Regions from separate parts of the Gossypium hirsutum genome. Here region 1 is linked to region 2. Evidence: chromatin contacts called from public Hi-C data. All regions are on one chromosome and are shown on one strand. The core of a region is the stretch at or near the end of the contact, and the rest is flanking DNA. Distances in the headings are between cores, read along the strand shown. Region 1 holds the start of LOC107899333 (mannose-1-phosphate guanylyltransferase 1). Region 2 holds the start of LOC107899326 (ribulose bisphosphate carboxylase/oxygenase activase 2, chloroplastic).

The links. A called contact is a pair of places that touch in the nucleus more often than the background predicts.
Region 1: a contact with region 2 is called in a Hi-C map of leaf, with 2.7 times the contacts expected there. The contact joins the promoter of LOC107899333 here to the promoter of LOC107899326 in region 2. A contact is called at or near these places in 3 of 34 Hi-C or Micro-C datasets (all in leaf).

What each region holds. Positions count from the first base shown.
Region 1 is chrD04:45,899,135-45,903,600 of Gossypium_hirsutum_v2.1, reverse strand. It overlaps LOC107899333 (mannose-1-phosphate guanylyltransferase 1), which reads right to left and starts at 3,041. Exons shown (of 5, transcript XM_016825014.2): 1 at 2,849-3,041; 2 at 2,540-2,679; 3 at 2,200-2,262; 4 at 1,848-2,087; 5 at 581-1,760. The coding sequence starts at 2,650. The coding sequence ends at 1,089. It overlaps LOC107899334 (CASP-like protein 5B2), which reads left to right. Exons shown (of 3, transcript XM_016825016.2): 3 at 1-336. The coding sequence ends at 148.
Region 2 is chrD04:45,618,969-45,623,937 of Gossypium_hirsutum_v2.1, reverse strand. It overlaps LOC107899326 (ribulose bisphosphate carboxylase/oxygenase activase 2, chloroplastic), which reads left to right and starts at 2,996. Exons shown (of 7, transcript XM_041091240.1): 1 at 2,996-3,140; 2 at 3,413-3,720; 3 at 3,822-3,927; 4 at 4,027-4,112; 5 at 4,288-4,760; 6 at 4,846-4,969. The coding sequence starts at 3,096.

The sequences.
Region 1 (4,466 bases), core at 1,792-4,291, 280 kb before region 2:
TCTATATGCAAGAGACTTGGACTTCTGCAAGGCTCAAAGTCATATCCCATGCCGGCAGTTCGAAATATCGATAATTTTGGCATTTATCACGTGGCTTCTAATTGCAATGTCATCTCATGTCATGTTCTGGATCTTAGCCTCTTTCTAGAGGTCTAAGGGATTCCCATACAAGCACATAACAGCATCTCCTATTTGACATGTAAATCCTTTTTTTTTTTTACTTTGATTTTGACAATTTTGGAGAATTCGAGTAGTTCTGCCGCTTGCCTGTGCACATTTAAGCATTTTTTGTTTTAGTACTCAATTTCATTCAAAAGTTACTTGTTCTGACCCTAATTTTCAACAATTAACTAACAATACTGTCAAATACTTGTGGATCTTTTGTTGCTTTTTGGGATCTTAACCAAAGTCTTGATTTGAAAGAAATGCGAACTTCCTTTTCTTACATCTTCCAACAGAGAACATTTTTGTCTAATGTTGAATTCTACCATGTGTAACCAACATCCATCAAGCCTACCCCTGCTATATTTACAAATTTCCAGGGCCTTTGATTATTCTGAAGATAACATTGATTAAGATATACCTAAAGTTATGTTAACATTTCAAGATTCAGTCTGAACAAAAACTATCCCAACAGCATCATTCTGGCAGGATAAGAGAGGCTTCTACACAACAATGAGGCTTCTACACAACAATGGAAAAGATTCTAAATGCAATCAACTCGATACTTATTCAACGTTTAAACTAAGTGCATACAACGTCATAAATTTGTTGTCTGTATTTCTTCCTCCATTTTTTCTCTTTGTTTTTGGTTAATGACATTCCAAAATGAGAAATGAGATTGCTCCCTCACAAGTGTATAAGGTTGTCTCTGCATCCGGTCATCCACCAAACATGATGTTCACCGTTAACCAAAGGCCAGCAGCTATCCTTCAACTACAAGCCGACTGACACTCAGCCCTCGAACTTATTCCAACTGGAATTTGCCTAAGAATAACAAGAAAAGAAGGGAAACAAAACGGGTAATGCAGACAACCAAATTGCAATATCGAACTCTCAAAATGTTGATTCCAAGCTCAACCTTGTGATCACATGACAATTTCTGGCTTCAAAATACTAGACTTTATCTCCTTGTGAGGCAGGACAACACCTCCATTGCTATAAACTTCATCTCCAAGATGAACATCTTCTCCTAAGATCGTCATGTTTTCCAAACGTGCCCACTTTCCAACAGTGGAATGCCAGCCAATAATGCTATTGGAGACGCAAGTATGCTTCTTGATACGAACTCCACGCATTATAGTACAGCGTGACAACCTTACCCCAGACTCAATTATACATCCTGGACCAATGGCTACATCAGGTCCAACGAGGCAGCCATCGCCAATTACAGCACTCTCATCTACCAAAACATTCCCAACAAAATGAGATCCAGTTGACAACTTGGCAGAGGACTTTTTACGCAACGACTCTAAGTACATTCTCAGGCCAGTAATGTAATCCTTTGGTTGTCCAATGTCCATCCAGAACCCAGGCAGCACCATCGCATAAAGCTTATTCTCTGCTGCAATCTTTGGGAACACTTCTTTCTCAATTGAGGTGGGTCTCAGTTCAATTCGGTTAAGAACAGATGGGTTCAACAAGTAAATCCCAGCATTGATTTTGTTACCAACAAATATCTGTGGTTTCTCGACAAACTTTTTAACTTTGCCTGTAGTTTCTTCCATAACTACAACACCATATTTCGATGGCTCATCCACCTTGAAACAAAAGAAAGATCCTTGTGAGGAGGTGATTTTAATGGCAAGCTTTTTCTCAAGAATGCTAAACCCAGTTTACTACTTTACCTTTGTCACCATAATGGAAGCTTCTCCTCCATGACCCTTATGAAAATTTACCATTTCTTTTAGTGGATATTCACTTATAACATCACTATTGAGGACAAAGAATGGCTCACCAGAGCCATCGATCAACTTGTCTCTAGCCAGAGCAATAGGACCAGCTGTGCCAAGTGGTTCAGTCTCCTGTGAGCAGGTGATTTTAATGCCAAGCTTTTTCTCAAATTCTTTTAGGAAATTTAACATAACCTGCAAAATCAATGGAGCAATATAAAAAACTAACTTCAAGGAAAAAAAATCAATAACAAACAGTCATCAATATGAAAATTTGCAGCCATAAAAGGGCACTTTTCTATGTTACCTCTGGCTGGTAATTGATGGCCAGAACAACTTCAGTAACTCCAATAGCTTTGAGAGCTTCAATCTGGTAGTATTACAAATAAAAAGGAAACAAACGAACTATGTACAATCATTCGTTTAACAATACCACGTAAAGCTTCACACTTTTTTTTTTAATCATAGAATCACCAAATTTATCTTTGTAACAAAAGCCAGGTCTAAATAAATCTTAAACCCATTTTAAACAGGATTACCTGTTTTTGAAAATCTACCAATATTTCCAGGAATATAAAATCACCAACAACAAACAAGAAGTAAACCAAAGACGATGAGGAAAAATCTAAAATAAAATATAATAAAACCTGATGCAGTATCATGGGTTTGTTAGCAAAATCCACCAAAGGCTTTGGGACGCTAAGAGTCAACGGTCTCAATCGTGTTCCAAATCCACCAACAAGAATGAGTGCTTTCATCCTGATACCTCACAAAATATCTGAATTTCCTGTAAATTATATGACCCATACCATGGATTATCTCAAGCAGTGAGTCGTTAGTGTATCTAATAACAAATCCCATAAATCATAAATAGCAAAAATGGGGGACGTTTGATCATAGATGGATCTAAGGTGGCGGAGACATTGGAACATGTAAGGAACTTGAACTAGACTTACAGAAGTGGCTTGATCGGAGTTTATTTGTAAGAACTTTCAGCCTGTGATTGTGACAGAGATCTTGGCGGTCTTTTCTCGGAACAAATCTGGAAATAAATTGGATGAAATTAATGCTCTAATGGGGACTCCTCGTCCAAGTTAAAGCCAAGCTTTTGATTCCTTGATGAATGTACAAGGCCATTGCCACCTGAGGCCATGTGGGCTAGTCTAATAAAGTGGCCTTCCAATTTTTCTTTTGTGTGTGTGTGTGTTTTTTACTTCCTAAATTCGGAAATATTAAATAGTATAAGTTAATTAGGATGATATTTATTAAAAAAATTAAAGTATTATTTTAAAAAATAAACATTAAATAAATGCTTTAAAATACATTTTAATTAATTTCTATGGACACCATTAAAATAACTTTTCACACTATTAAGTTGGAATTCAATTTTGCTCCTAGTTGAATAAATTTTTGAGACAATGTATGGCTATTTAATAGTATCAATCCTCACAATATAAATGATTTTCTTTAATATTTAACTTGTTAATATTTTGTATAAAAAACTTATAACTAGAAGATTTTTTATCTTTGATTACAAGCCCTTGATTGAGAAGATGCTATCAAATCAAGCATTGGTCTGCTCGCCACCTAAGCTTTGCTAGCAGGTTGCAACATGCAGGGTTTTTGGTGTAGGTAGTTTTTGTTGCCCAAAAACTATTCTCGAAAGGATCCCATCTATGTTCAAAGTTCTTTTGGAAAGGCAAGGATTGTAGTGGTACTGGTATTTGTGTCTATTCGCAATTAATTTGTCTACCAAGGTCTGAGGGTGGTTTAGGATTAAGTGGCAGTGAGGAATGGAACAAAGCTTGTATATTGTAGCTCAGTGATCACATGTGCGTGTGCACAGAAAACAGACCATTTAAACAATTGATAAATGTCTTATCAAGTTAATTACAAGTTAAACCATTGTTAATATAATCGAGTTATAAATTATTAGTGTAAATTCAAATACAAATTATTTGTAAACTAAATTTAAATTAACAAATAAAAATATCAAACTAACTTTCTTCCTTTTCACTAGAAACTATACAAATGGATTGAAATGATGGTTGAATGAGTCATTGATTACTAACTAAGCTAATAAACCTATGATGATTATATTGTTTGTCACTTTTAGCTAAGAATCTCTTCTCAGTCTCATCCTAGACTAAAAGATACCACCTAGGTTCTCCTCTCGGTCTCACCTAGGCATATAGATTTCCTTTTGGTCTCACTATTCGGCACAAGTGTATTAAAGTCCTACACGATAGAGTCTCTTCTTAGTCTCGTCTGTCTAAATCTTCCACTAGAGGCATAAATTCTAGTGTAATATGCAATTTAATACACTTGAACAAGTTGGAAAAACGAGTTTGGAAAACGCAGCGGAAAATAAATTTAGTGAAAAACCAGAGTTTTAAATATTTTTCCAAAACAAGATCTTGGTTGTGATATCTAAAGTAATAAACACTTAATCAAAATTGTACATTTTCTATTCATCTAGGATGAACACTTCGACCGAGTAGTTTTCTCTGCTATCCTCAAGCTCACGTCTACCGACTATGGGCTCGTTTCGAATCAGAAATTTTTACAAAAATT
Region 2 (4,969 bases), core at 1,747-4,246:
AATTTTAAGTGTTTCTGAAAAATTCTCTGAGTTTCCGATTTAGTCCCGATTTGTTTCTAATGTGTATTTTGGGCCTCGAGGGCTTGTATAAGGGGCAATATGTATGATTTGACTTGGATATAATGTGTTTATTAATATGATATGATATATTTTAAATTTCTGTCTGTTTAATTTGTAAATGTCGGTAATGCTCCGTAACTCTGTTCCAGCGACGAATACGGGTTAAGGGTGTTACAAAAAAATCACATTTAATATCAATATCTCCTTCATAATTTAAACTCAACACCATGTCATCCCATATTTGTCATTAATATTCAAGAATTCTCATTTCAGAAGCAACAAATTCTTTAGATTCTATTTATCTCTGAGCTACTCATAAAGAACTCTTTTCTTTCATCACAAAGCCTCTATCTTGCCATCCCTAAGAGGCCAGGGCCCCTTTCAACCAACTCATCCTTACTATCTTGATATGAGCTGAAATTTCTAGTGACAAAAAGAGTAATTTCTATGAATTTTCATCAAATAAGTTTGTTAGTTTGTTACTACTGTTATAACTTTCCTTTTTGTCGTTTTTCTTTTATTTTCCCTATAAACCAGGTAATATGGTTGTAATACGGAGGCATGAAATATACATTGGGAAAACAACTCTTGGTTCTTTCCTTTCTTATTCTCTCGTCACTCCCAATTCTATCATATCACATCTCTCATCATTTAACCACCCATTATTATCACTATAGAAGCCAAAAAAAATGATGAAAGTAAATAAAAGAACCTTCATAAATAAATAAAAAATCTGTTGTAAGCATTGGATTGGTGGTCAAAACGAATAGACCATCAATTTTTAATTCAATTGTTGAAATTTAAAAATTTTTAAAAAAAATCAAAATAAATAAAAATTTTAAAAAATAATTAAACTCTTCTATAATGAAAATAACCGTTGACCAATTTAATTGTTAACCATAAGTGATATGATAAAAGAAATCATTGAAAACTGGGTAGATAAATATGTTGATGTGATATGTATGTATAAAAAATATAAAAAATTAAAATTTATTAAAATTTATAAATACACTAAAATTATTAGAAAAATATGCTTCTCATAAGTTGATGAGAACTTTAGATAAAACAGAATAGAATTGTTTAGATCTCCTTAGACAAAAATAGAATTGCTGGGAAGCATCTCGAACTGCACTGTTTTTCAAATCAATAACAAGATAAGAAGGACAAGAACTAATCAGAGCCAGTTGGTCACAGCTCGGTTCAATGCAGTCCCAAAACCCCAAACTAAAATAACACGATGTCTTTTCAAGATCGTGACAGCTGCACTTTGAAACCAAAGAACCGACGTCCTATTCTCATGTATTTGGCTTCTTGCATTGAACGGAGAAGTTTCTGGAGTTGCCAATGCCATCCTGCATTCAATTTAATTTACTTTGCCAATAACCACACCCCTTTTTCTTGACGAGGGATGGTGTGAAATTAGAGTACAATGCAACCACGGATGATGTTCTCAAGTTTATATTATTACATAGTTAATGAACCAAAAATAAGATATTCCCACTAAGTTTGATATTTAAATATAAATAAAATTTGTTATTTTAAATATTCCTTTTAAGAATTTTTATATATTTTTTTATAAAATAATCTAAAAATAAAGATACAGTAGGAGAACAAAAATAAACTTAGTTTCTATATTTTTAGATGTGTGTTCCACTCTTATTTATACCAAATCTCATATTTCTTTATAGGAATAACATAATTATCCAAATGAATAATCATATCTTTATTATAATAATAATTATTCAATATATATCTGTTTGAATAATTATGATTCTTTCTTTATTAGGTGAATTTCTACCAAATCTTCAATATAATCTAATTGTTTTCATATTGTATGAAGACGGATATTTGTATAGTTATTTTATTCTACTATCATTTTAATAGCTTTTGATGAGATTTATTCTCCTGCACCAGGAGCTTTCATTCTTAAAGAACTTGCTTTCATTCCAATATTTTTGTGAAGATATTGAACCTCCATTAAATGGGGAAATTGAGATTCAACCGTTCCTTTATTGGTTTGCCATCTAGTATTATTTTTTACTGTATTAATGGATTTTGAATGATATTCTTCAAACCATTCAAAGAATTTTATATAAATTTTATGAGTATTCATTTTAAGTTGTTTTTGTAATTTTAAATCTTGACAAATTTTTAATCCTTCCTTTCGGGTGAAACTAATTAGTTCACCATAGGTAAGTTTTTCATATGAAATAATACCTCTTTAATTTCCTCTAATTTGATTTCTAATCTTTTCTCCTGATGAAGTAGGAAGTTCTGCTAAAAATTTTTCTTTCTAAAATGACTATTGATTATCAAATCTTTGCATAACTCTAATTATAAAGACATTTTTATACCATTTCTATCGAATAATTGTGAATATTTGTTAATAATCAAATAACATAACTTTTGAATTTAAGAGACATAACTCATCATTGATATTTTTTTTATTAATAATCAAGTGACATAACTTTTGATTACTTCAGACTTTGGAACCCTATATATATTAAAAAATGTTTGAACAAATTTACCATTAAAGTTGTTTCTTAGAATAAAGAAAAATCCAAAGTTGTAGGCAATGTTTAATATGGATAGTTCTGACTAACCATTTATTTCTTTTTGGAGATTACTGGGTAACAAAAGAAATTAATTATTGTTATCAGCAATCAATATCTTGATTTCGATAAATAAAAAAACATGGGTAGACGAGGGGAACATAAGCTTAAACCCCAAGCTCATAGGCAACACTGTTCCGCGAAGCCTCCATTTTGTTTGTATGTAACCAAAACTAGCCCCATGATCCAAAACAAACGTCTACCCCACCAAATGCCCCCCTCATAAAACTCCAAATTGTAAATGTGTGGCCGTTAGCCAATTCGTAAGCTAATCCACAGGTTTTGCCCACTTCCTTCCAATATCTCCTCCCTATAAAGTCCCCCACCACACCTAACTTCATCTTCAAACCACAACACTCCAACAACTGTTTCGAGTTTTTTTCTTTTTAAGACTTTCCCAATTCTGATCTCAGCCGTTGAGACATGGCTACTGCTGTCCCAGCCGTTAGAGCTGTCAACAGACTGCCGGTATTACTATGTTTTTTCCCGCCTATTTTTTTGATCTTGTCTTAGTCATTACCGTAGCTTCTCTCGACTTTGTAGTCCTTCAACTGCCTCTTCTTCATTGTTTTAATCGTCTTTTAACTCCTAGAGGGAAAAAGAAATGCATTTCTAGTCATTTGTTTCTTGTTTATAGACAGTTAAGAAGAAGATCATAAATAAGTAATAAGGATATGGATTCTGTTATTTTATTACAAGCTTGTGGTGTTGTAGTTAAAAAGAGAGTTTCTTTGTTACAGCTGAAGTCGAATGGCCGTGGTCCAACTCCAAGCTCAATATTCTTGGGGAAAAGTGTGAAGAAGGGTACCTCAAAGGTCAACCAGAACAAGGTTTTTCCCAAGAATTTCAAGGTTGTTAGTGAATATGATGAGTCAAAGCAAACCTCAAAAGACAGGTGGGTGGGACTCGTCTATGATGAATCTGATGACCAACAGGATATTACCAGAGGAAAGGGAATGGTGGACACTCTCTTCCAGGCTCCTGTGGGAACTGGAACTCACCATGCTATCATGAGCTCCTATGACTACATCAGTCAAGGTCTTCGCACGTAAGTTGCATGCTAAGGGATTTCATGTTAAAAAGTTCATGCAAATTTGAAGAAATCATGGAATTGTAGTGTGGGAATTGACGTCGCTCAACTGTTTGTAGGTTCAACTATGACAATACCATTGATGGGTTCTACATTGCTCCTGCGTTCATGGACAAGGTTGTTGTTCACATCACCAAAAACTTCTTGAATCTGCCAAATATTAAGGTTTGTTCATAGAATGTCTCCAGATATGTTTAATCAGCTAAGTCTATCATTTTGATGAATATCAATAAAGTTGGATAATTTTGTGAATAACTGTGACAGGTTCCTCTTATTTTGGGTATTTGGGGAGGTAAAGGCCAAGGGAAATCATTCCAATGTGAGCTTGTCTTTGCCAAGATGGGAATCAAGTAAGTCTATATCCTTATTGTTCCATCCCTTTCTTTAACATACTTGAGTGATTCAGGAAAATTGTTGACATTTGTTAGCCTATTAGTTGGACACAAATTGCTTGATTTTTTTATAACAAGAACCTTCAAATTTTCATTTACATCCTTAATCTTTAAATCTGTTGACAATATCCAGTCCCATTATGATGAGTGCTGGTGAATTGGAAAGTGGGAATGCTGGAGAGCCTGCAAAATTGATTAGGCAAAGGTATCGTGAGGCAGCAGATATCATCAGAAAGGGAAAGATGTGTTGCCTCTTTATCAACGATCTCGATGCAGGTGCGGGAAGGATGGGTGGAACCACCCAATACACGGTTAACAATCAAATGGTGAATGCTACCCTCATGAACATTGCTGATAACCCTACAAATGTTCAGCTCCCTGGTATGTACAACAAGGAAGAGAACCCTCGTGTTCCTATCATAGTTACCGGTAATGACTTTTCCACATTGTATGCTCCTCTTATCCGTGATGGTCGTATGGAGAAATTCTACTGGGCCCCTACTCGGGAAGATAGGATTGGGGTGTGCTCGGGTATTTTCAGAATTGACAATGTTCCTCGGGAAGACATTATCAAGCTTGTTGATACTTTCCCTGGACAATCTATTGGTGATTACCCATCTTTGAATTGAAGATATTTCCTATTGGTTGCTGACGAGAGAATGCTAATTATCTTTAATTACTTTTGTTGCAGATTTCTTTGGTGCTCTCAGGGCAAGAGTATATGACGATGAAGTGAGGAAATGGATTTCAGATGTTGGGGTGCAAAATGTTGGCAAAAGACTTGTGAATTCGAGGGAGGGACCTCCAACTTTCGA